3 separate regions of the Mus musculus genome follow, and regions 1 and 3 are each linked to region 2. The links are chromatin contacts, called in public ChIA-PET and Hi-C maps. All regions are on one chromosome and are shown on one strand. The core of a region is the stretch at or near the end of the contact, and the rest is flanking DNA. Distances in the headings are between cores, read along the strand shown. Region 1 has its middle 58 kb from the start of Gm26239. Region 2 overlaps Cfap54 (cilia and flagella associated protein 54). Region 3 has its middle 25 kb from the start of Mir331.

The links. Hi-C and Micro-C count contacts between places; a contact is called where the count stands out from the background. ChIA-PET counts read pairs in DNA pulled down with a chosen protein or histone mark.
Region 1: a contact with region 2 is called in a Hi-C map of the G1E-ER4 cell line, with 2.7 times the contacts expected there. The contact joins two enhancer-like sites. A contact is called at or near these places in 1 of 15 datasets of contacts at CTCF or cohesin (large pre-B cells), 4 of 484 Hi-C or Micro-C datasets (B cells, the G1E-ER4 cell line and embryonic stem cells) and 3 of 115 datasets of contacts at active chromatin or transcription factors (acute myeloid leukemia, embryonic stem cells and large pre-B cells).
Region 3: an RNA polymerase II ChIA-PET map of memory CD8 T cells shows a contact between it and region 2, with 6 read pairs. The contact joins two enhancer-like sites.

Annotation. Positions count from the first base shown.
Region 1 is chr10:93,747,953-93,750,845 of GRCm38.p6, reverse strand. No RefSeq gene overlaps it. Among named protein-coding and RNA genes, the nearest start is that of Gm26239, 58 kb to the left of the region's middle. Within about 2 kb of position 1,460, at least 35 of the 459 cell types and tissues checked have an H3K27ac peak or open chromatin away from gene starts, as enhancers often do. A contact at or near this core is called in the G1E-ER4 cell line, where this site is marked.
Region 2 is chr10:93,068,062-93,071,096 of GRCm38.p6, reverse strand. Cfap54 (cilia and flagella associated protein 54) reads left to right here. Exons shown (of 68, transcript NM_001347060.2): 2 at 1,163-1,268. Among named protein-coding and RNA genes, the nearest start is that of Gm40739, 5.2 kb to the left of the region's middle. Within about 2 kb of position 1,601, at least 190 of the 459 cell types and tissues checked have an H3K27ac peak or open chromatin away from gene starts, as enhancers often do. A contact at or near this core is called in the G1E-ER4 cell line and memory CD8 T cells, where this site is marked.
Region 3 is chr10:93,937,487-93,940,191 of GRCm38.p6, reverse strand. No RefSeq gene overlaps it. Among named protein-coding and RNA genes, the nearest start is that of Mir331, 25 kb to the left of the region's middle. Within about 2 kb of position 1,286, at least 43 of the 459 cell types and tissues checked have an H3K27ac peak or open chromatin away from gene starts, as enhancers often do. A contact at or near this core is called in memory CD8 T cells, where this site is marked.

The DNA of each region.
Region 1 (2,893 bases), core at 211-2,710, 680 kb before region 2:
CACATTGGGAGGTCGGAGAGCAATGTGGAATCTGTCCTTGCTTTCCACTTTTGTGTGAGTTCTGGGGATAAAAACTCAATTGTCAGGCCTTTGCAGAGGGCAAGTGCCTTTGCCTACTGAGACGTCCTGTCTTACTTGTAAATTCTTAATTGTTATTTTTAGTTTTTATTGCCCCTCCCACTTTGATATAGAATCTCTCTATGTAGCCCTGGCTGGCCTCGAACTCACAGAGATCCTCCTGCTTCTGCCTGCCAGGTGCTGGGATTAAAGAGGTGCACCCCCACACTGCACCCCCACACTGAACTGGAGTGACCAGGCTTTATTCTCTACTCCTGGTGGCACCCAGGAGTTCTCAGCAGATTGCTGTGCTGAGCCTGTGAAAATTTTGCTAGTGGAAGTTGTTTTTTTTTTTTCTCTTGGAAAGCAAGATTTTTTTATCTGGCTGCTATTTCCTCCTGTTCTGACAATAAATAAAATAAAATAAAATAAAATAAAACCATAACTTATCAAATCCAGGGCCACTAAGGTGTTCTAAGCAACTGTTCTGCTGTGTCTCGGTATCCCTTGCTCTGATGGCAATGAGCAATCTCACATTTCAAAAATAAGTGTTTGATCCAGCACGTATTTCTGTTTTTCTCTCTCTGCATTTTTAGTTATTCAGCGTGTGTGAACACTAGAAACCTGAGCATTTATCATTTAAAAGATTATAGGTGTCAGGCACAGTCATTCACGTTTGAATAGTACAGAAACATTTACGTGTCTTGGCTGCAGTGCTTGGTTCGGGGCATCATGCTTGAGAAAGTACATCCAGACACATCCTTCCCCAAGAAAACGATTAAAAACAAGCTATCAGTCATGCGAGGCACACTCCTTCCCCTCGGTTCCATTCTTATCATACCGATCTCCCTTGCAAAATTGAAGCTGCTCATAAATATTTTCCTTCCAAACTGTGGGAAATAAGTTGTAACACTGGCTCTCTGATAAGGTTACATTAGAAGACGGCTTTATCATCTAAACAATGACTACAAAATCCGTGTGGTCTTGGGACCTCTGACCAGAGGCCAACGGGTGCTCACCCTTATTCTCAGGCATTCCAGGGGTGTGGCCGAGGGGTGGCCACCACAAGACATTTTCAAGGTCTCTTTTTCCCACCCTTCAGAGTGCCATCTCTGACCATTTTTTTTTTCCTTGAAAAGGATTTGTTTTGCAAGAACGTAAAGTGTCCCAAAGAACTGTTTACCCATACTAGGACTTGCTGTTTGCTTAAGACAGCCAGATGGACGGCGCCTCTTGACTCACGGCCACATCCCCACAGATTTGACCTCATTTCACGGACACTATTAAAAGATTATCCTATTATCGAGACTTTCCATTGCATCAAATACTAAATATTAGCAACATTCCTCTGCAGGGAAAATGATGTCAGAAGAGGGCGCAGACTGTGTTGACCTCAGGCACATCACGAGGATAGGTATGTGGAGATTGCTTAAGGGCTGGCTGACTAATTAAGCCCAGAGGTACAGGCAAGAAAGCTCTAGGGGCGTAAACTTTCCCAGCAGCTCCTGAAGGATGTGCTTGGCTTCATATGTGGCCATAGATGGAAGTTTTATTGGGTCTGTTGACTCGGTATCGAGGTGGTAGTTATTTTGTAAAATGCTCAGAAGAGAGCAAACATACAGAATCAGGGCAGTAGTTGGGGGGATGGGATGGAGTGGGGAGGAAAACAAGAGTTCTTTCCCCCATTTCTTCTCCAAAACTGTCCTCATCTGACATCACCACTCCCCACTTTGGACCAAAGGATGCTCGGAGGATGTTGGATGCAGCAGAGGAGAGACTGCAAATGATTTCAGGATCAAGATACTAAGAAATCCTTATATCAAAGATTTCTTCTTAAAAGTAATTTACTTGCTTTTATTTTATGTGCCTCAGTGTTTTGTCTGCATGTATATCTGTGTGAGGGTGTCCGGTATTGGAATTACAGACAGTTATTAGCTGCTATGTGGGTGCTGGGATTTGAACCCAGGTCCCCTGAAAGAACAGTCAGTGCTCTTAACCGCTGAGCCATCTCTCCAGCTCCTAAAGATTTCTTTCTAATGTTGCAAGAAATGTGCCTTAAAGAGCAACTGTAAGAAGGGAAATTCTAGTCACAGAGGATCTGTACCAGTCAGCTTGCTGTCGTGGCAAATACCTGAGAGAAATACCTTAAAGGAGGAAGGGTTTAGAGTAACAGAAGTTCCAATCTATGGTCACTTGGATCTGTGCTGAAGTACAACATCATGGCAGGGGTGCAGAAGAACAAAACACCTCAAGTCATGGTGGCCAGAAAGCAGAGAGGTCCAGGAAAGAAGGAGCTGTTCCCAAGCGTCCCCCACAATCCCCAAGGGCACCTCTCTTCCTGCCTCACCTCCTAAAGTTCCACCGGGGTCGATGACCAAGCCTTTAGCATGTGGGTCTTAGGCCTGGGGACACTTGGGGTCCAAAGTGTCAACAGAAATGAAAAACATATTAAAGCCCAAACAATTAGGCAAATTAGATAAGATTAAACTGTTAGGCATGATTTTACTCCATTGTATTAAAAAAAAAAAAAAAAAAGAACAAACCACCAGCTGAATTTTAAATGTTGGGAAGGGTGAAGGCAAACCCAGCCCACGCTCAGTGGAAGCAAGTCAAGTAGTGGGGTGTATATAAAGGAGAAACCTTTGTCGCCTAGAAGGACACACATTGCTAGGATGCCTTCCAGAAGTCTTAAGGCAGTATACAATCGATAACCGTGCCCTTAGATTGGGGGATGATGCTATGCTTGTTCTGAAGTTCTTTTTTTACCTACTTGATGTTTCAAGTTTCATGTTCTATTTTTTTTTAAATGGGCACCGTATCCGCTGTTCTTTTTAAA
Region 2 (3,035 bases), core at 352-2,851:
GACAGTAAAAAGATCAGTGATTAGGGAACAAGGGAGAAATGTGTAGGTGGAGCCCAGAGGAATTTCAGGACAGTGAAACATTGTATCTTGAAGCAGTGCTGATATGTATCATTATACATGTGTCTGAAGCTCATCAAAAGTACATCACCAAGAGTGAACCCTGCCAGAAACCCTGGACTTTGTCAATACGTGATGTGCTAGGGTTGCCTCATCAGTTGTTACAAGATACAGTAAAAAAAAAAAAAAAGTAGGAACCGAAACAAAAGCTACATCAAGATAAACCAGGGAGGGGGCTGGAGAAATGGCTCAGTGGTGAAGAGAACTTCCTGCTCTTGGGTTCAGTTCCCTGCCCCCACTGGTGCCTCACAACCACCTGTAGATGGCTACAGGTCATCTGATGCCCTCTTCTGGTCTTCCAGGGTACTGCAAATACATGCATGCAAGGCAAAAACACTCATACATTAAAAAAAAAAAAAAAGGGTAACATAAGAAAGAAGTCAGTCTGCCGAGGAACACTGGAGATCCTGACACAACCTGAGGAACTGAGCATGCGTGGAACAAATGAAATGCAAAGCAGAGAGAGGAGAGAGCTATAACAGAACATATACCATATGGCTCTCTCCTTGGCTTACTGGCTCACTTCTTTCTCGGGAGTGTTTTCTCCTTTAGTAATCATCTGTCTCTTTCTATCCCATGCCTAACTTAAAAGGCATGACTTTTGCTCCATCTCCTGGCTGCTTCCGGGCTCTTTATCTAGCCTGCACTACGTTCCTTCCTTTAGTAAAATGGTCCTTGGACTTCCTTCCGAGTCCACCTCGAAGATCTCTCTTGAGACGAAGAACCCCAGAAGGGTGGATACCCATAGAGGACACACAGCTTGCTTATGCCTGGGGATGGAGATGGAGGAACATCTCTGGATTTTCTTCACTGTGAAGTTAAAAGCTGTTCTCAAAAGGAGGTTTTTTTTAAACACATATAAAAAGGGGCTCCAGTCAACGGTGGGCACACACTAGATATACTAATGTTTGTTGATCCTTAGACGTTAACAATAAGGAATATGAGAAAGACTCAGCACAAGGCAGGTGAGAAAGGGGTTGCCCACGAATTAATTGACACTGCCTGCTCATTCTGAAGATGTCTTTTCACTTCATGACTCTTACAGTGCCACCACGCTGTTTAATATCTGGACCAAATATGCTCCCAGGCTGCCGTCCAACTATTACAACGAGAAGCTCCTGAAGGTTGGAGACAGCCTCTGTCAAATAAAAGTAAGTGGTTACAAAACAGACAGAGAGCCAGCTAGAAACAAACTCCTTTGGCTACTTAGTATTTGGGTTGATAGCCTTCCTAGTCTAAAGGGTTTAATTTTTTTTTTAATATTGGAAACAATATGCAAATAAGTAAAACTGTACTGAGGTATAGTAACAGCCATAACAACTACAAAGCCTGCCCTTTTATTTTGTATTTGAAAGTCTCCAGGTGGTTCCTTCAGGGACCAAAGGGAGCCTGGGATGGGAGGGCAGCTCAGCTCAGCAGAGGGTGTGGTGGACCTACAGCAGGAAGTGCTGAGTCACCATGTTCCTAACTTACACAAAGGAGCCCAGACACTATTTCCTGTTGTTTTTCCCTAGGCCTGTGGCCTTGCCCTGTCAGCCCCTCAGGCCAACGGCCTGGCTGTTCAGTGTCCTGTTTTAATGACTTCTAGTTTTCTGAATATTTTTGCTTTACTGTGAGTCTAGCAACTGTGGCATATATGCCGTTTCCCCCCGCTCAGTATTATACCAGAAACTGAGCATGTACCATGGTGTGAGTTCTGTGTCAGGGTCTACGTCTTTGAAGGTCATGGACCTGGGCTTGGCTTGATAAGACCCTGCCAAGGCTGGGCTTTCAGTTTGTGAACTTGTGAGTTTAACCCCATATCACTGGCCTAAGCCCAAATATAGCAAGTTCTATACAGTGTTGGACAAGGAGTTAATTTATGCACGGGAATTTTAGGCCAGGCATGGGCGGTGTGAGTGAGTGCCTTCTCAAATTTTTTCAGTTTCCCAGCTTGATTTTCTTCCTCTGTGTCTATTTCTTAGACTTTAATCTATGTATTGGGAGGCAAAAATTACCCAATAGAGCATGGTTTCTCAACCTATGGGTCCCGACCCCTGGGCTTGTCACATATCAGCTGTCTTGCATCTTGCATATCAGAGATAATTGTCACAATTCAAAACAGTAGCTAACTTAAAGTTATGAGGTAGCAATGAAATAATTTTATGGTTGGGAGTAACTACAGCATGAGGAACTGTGTTATAGAGGGTTGCAGTGGCATTAGGAAGGCCGAGAACCACTGAAATAGAGAAGGCACAGAAATGCTTCCATTTTAAAAGACCATCAATGCAAAAATACAACACTTACCCCAGGTAAGATAAAGAGATCATTTTTTTTCTGAAGCCAAATGTGAGTGGCCATGGCCTAGGGGTACAGATTCAGGTTTCCCCAAATCACTTGTCCAATATGGTTAACAGTTTCACGAAGCCTGTATAGTCATTTATGACTTTTTAGTCTTACACGAGGACACCTTTCAAATAAATTGGTAGAAACATGAGGCCGGCAGGTCACAGCAAAGTGGGAAATCTGTGCAAGCCTCAGATAACTCTCTGATGACATATTTAACCTTTTGGTTGGTGGCAGTTCTGGGAGGTCTCCAAAGTTAACATATTCCAAGTGATTTTACCTGGCAGTCAAGTCACGAGGATCAAACACAGAGGCAGGCAAGAGATGCTTTAAAGGGGCTAAACGGTAGCCCAAGATAAATTGTAATTAGACTCTGGACCTGCAATATCAACCTCTCCTCGGTCCTGGCAATTCTAATCGCCATCAGCCATCCAGAAGTTTCTGTCTAAGGTGCCTTTCTTTCTGGGACCTTTTCACCCACAGAGCTAGTTGGATCCCACTTCCTCTTCCTAAATTAAAGGAAGTCTTAGCTCCACATGCATGTGCCATGGTTCTCACACAATTGAAAACGCAGGGTTTGGGGGGAAATAAGT
Region 3 (2,705 bases), core at 37-2,536, 870 kb before region 2:
GTAACTGTGGCCTAGTTGGAGGAGGTGTGTCAGTGGGCGTTGGCTCTGAGGTTTCAGAAGTTAAGAATCTGAGAGTTTTTTGCCTGCTAGGGTCATAAATGTGCATGTAAAGTACTTAAAGGAGGATGAAGCACTTTAGAAATCATAAATATCCTTCAACATTTATAAAGCTTTAGTTCATTAAACTGTATAGGAGCCTAATTATCGACTGTGACCAGCTCAGCCTGAATCTGTCAGTGAGAAGATACAAAACGGTTGTCTTCATTGAGATTATTGGTGGATTAAGTCTATTCTAAATAGCCTTCAATTTTAACAGACTTAAATTGTTTTGACATCCAGTCTCTCCGCTAGAGGCTAGTCTCTAACTCACAATGCTTGTCTCTGCTTCCGCCTCTCACGTGTTAGACTTAAAACCATGCATCAATACCCCGGACAAATACTGGGCTTTTAATGGGTAGCTCTTAAAGAAAATATTTTTAAATCGCAAGCAAACGACTATGTTTTCTTGACACAAAAAAAAATCTTTTGGATATGAGAAAAAAAAAATCCTCATACCCGCAGCTTCAAGCTTTTCCTTGCATCTTCTCAGTGCTATTTACTGAACTTGTTAATATAAGATCAATGGATCTCTTCAAAAACCTTCTTCCTTCCTTTCCTCCCTCTATCTGTCCATCCATCCATCCATCCATCCATCCCTCCATCATTCTTCCCTCCCTGCCTTCTAGTAGCTTGCTTGCTTGCTTTCTTTCTTTCTTTCTTTCTTTCTTTCTTTCTTTCTTTCTTTCTTTCTTTCTTTCTTTCTTTCCTTCTTTCTTTTACTTTGGTTTTTGTTTGTTTGTTTGAGACTATAATTACATTTCTCCTTTCTCTTTTCTCTTTTCTCCTCCACAGGATACATTAATCAAAATCTCAGACTTGGCTAAAAAACACAATTTACTAGCGAAGACACTAAACGGAGCTGACAGCGTGTTAGTCAACAGGCCTGGGCACCATCTGCGGGGAAATAAATTTTGGAAAAGAAAGAGGCGAAAAGAGAAAGTGTAGTTTTATTCTTTCTCAAACGATTAGTAGGCGCAAATAAAAAGCCCAAAGAAGTAACGAACAAACACGGGGGAAAGAAAGAAACCCCAACCACGTGACTGACTCTCCACAGGTGCACAGACCACGGAGGAATCGTTTCCATGAGGTCGAAATCGCGTAGTTAACGAACTGAACGGGATAAGCGTGGTTTAAAAAGCATGATGCTTGAGAATCCAGTTCCGTGGTTTAGCACCTGTCTAGCATGTGCCAGGCCCTGGGTTACCAGCACAACAGAAACAGGTCAGAATGAGAAGAAAAGAGAGACCGACCCTTCACCTCTATCACTTCAAAGAGAAAGTACAGGCTGGTTGGTGACGCAGCCCAGTTTCTCCTTCATGTGGTCACATATCCAGCACAATTCCATCCTTCCCTTTGGTGCCCAAGGATGCAGCTAGCGTGTGAACCTCTGGTCGCTTAACTCTTTACTGAAACTGTGCTCTTATTAGAGTGGTCTTTAGACATGTCAATTCTTTTGAATTATAATTCACATTCAGTACACAACATCATTTTTGGCGACTGTTTGATAGATTTTGACCCTATGTAATTACTACTCTTCAATCAACATGCGTACATGGAGAGTCAGGGGACATGTCCGCAAGGACATCACCTTTGTATCCTACGTGTCCTTCTCTTCGTAGGGTCCAGGCAAGGGGCCTGAACCTTTCCTCAGCCCAGTGTCTCTGATCATTTCTCCAGTCTCGTTTTCTAAGTGCAATTTTTAAAAACGTATTCACGTATCTGGCCTGCATGTTTGTCTGGGCACTACATACCTGTGGTGGCTGTAGAAGCCAGAAGAGGACATCTGATCCCCTGGGACTGAAGCTGAGTCACCACGTGGAATGGGAATTGACTCCCGATCCTCTGGGTAAACAGCTCGTCATCTTAACAACTATTCTGTGTGTTTGTGTCTGTGTGTGTGTGCATCTCTGTGTGTCTGTGTGTAAGCAAAGCATCTATAAATATTTTAGTAACATTCAACATAAGTATATTTAGTAATATGTTCAATATAAAATATTAGGCATGTGTCCCTCCAGTCTTTTAAAATAGAGACAAAGGAAATCTTTTCTCCGCTGTGAACATGCTTCATTACATCTGCTTCCCCATGGTTTACATTTGATGAGCACGAAAGGTAGACTCTGAAGCCCCGACCCATGAGAAAGAAGCAACTATAAGCATACATCGGTTCATTCATAAATAAAGTGGACACCGTTCCTAGACATGATTTCTTCTAACCAGAAGTATAGAGCTTACCAGTACCAAGTTTCTATGGCAACTTGAATTAAACATTGCCCAGGTATAGAGGAGAGGCGCTACAGAGACCTGGGCCAATCAGAAAGCATGAACTAGTCGTTCCTCTTTAGAGACAGACTTGGCTTGGTTTTTCTACTAATATTACAGAACTCACAAATATCTTTTTTCTTCTTATTTTAAAAGTAATATATTCAGGGCTGGCTCATCAGTTAAGAGCACTGACTCTGCTCTTCCAGAGGTCTTGAGTTCAATTCCCAGCAACCACCACGGGCTCACTGGCTTTCTCAAGCAAACCCAGTCTATGTTGGAACCAAAAAGAACTAGGAAAACGTGAAGAATAAAAAAGCCCCTCAGCCTGCCAGATAGAAATAGCG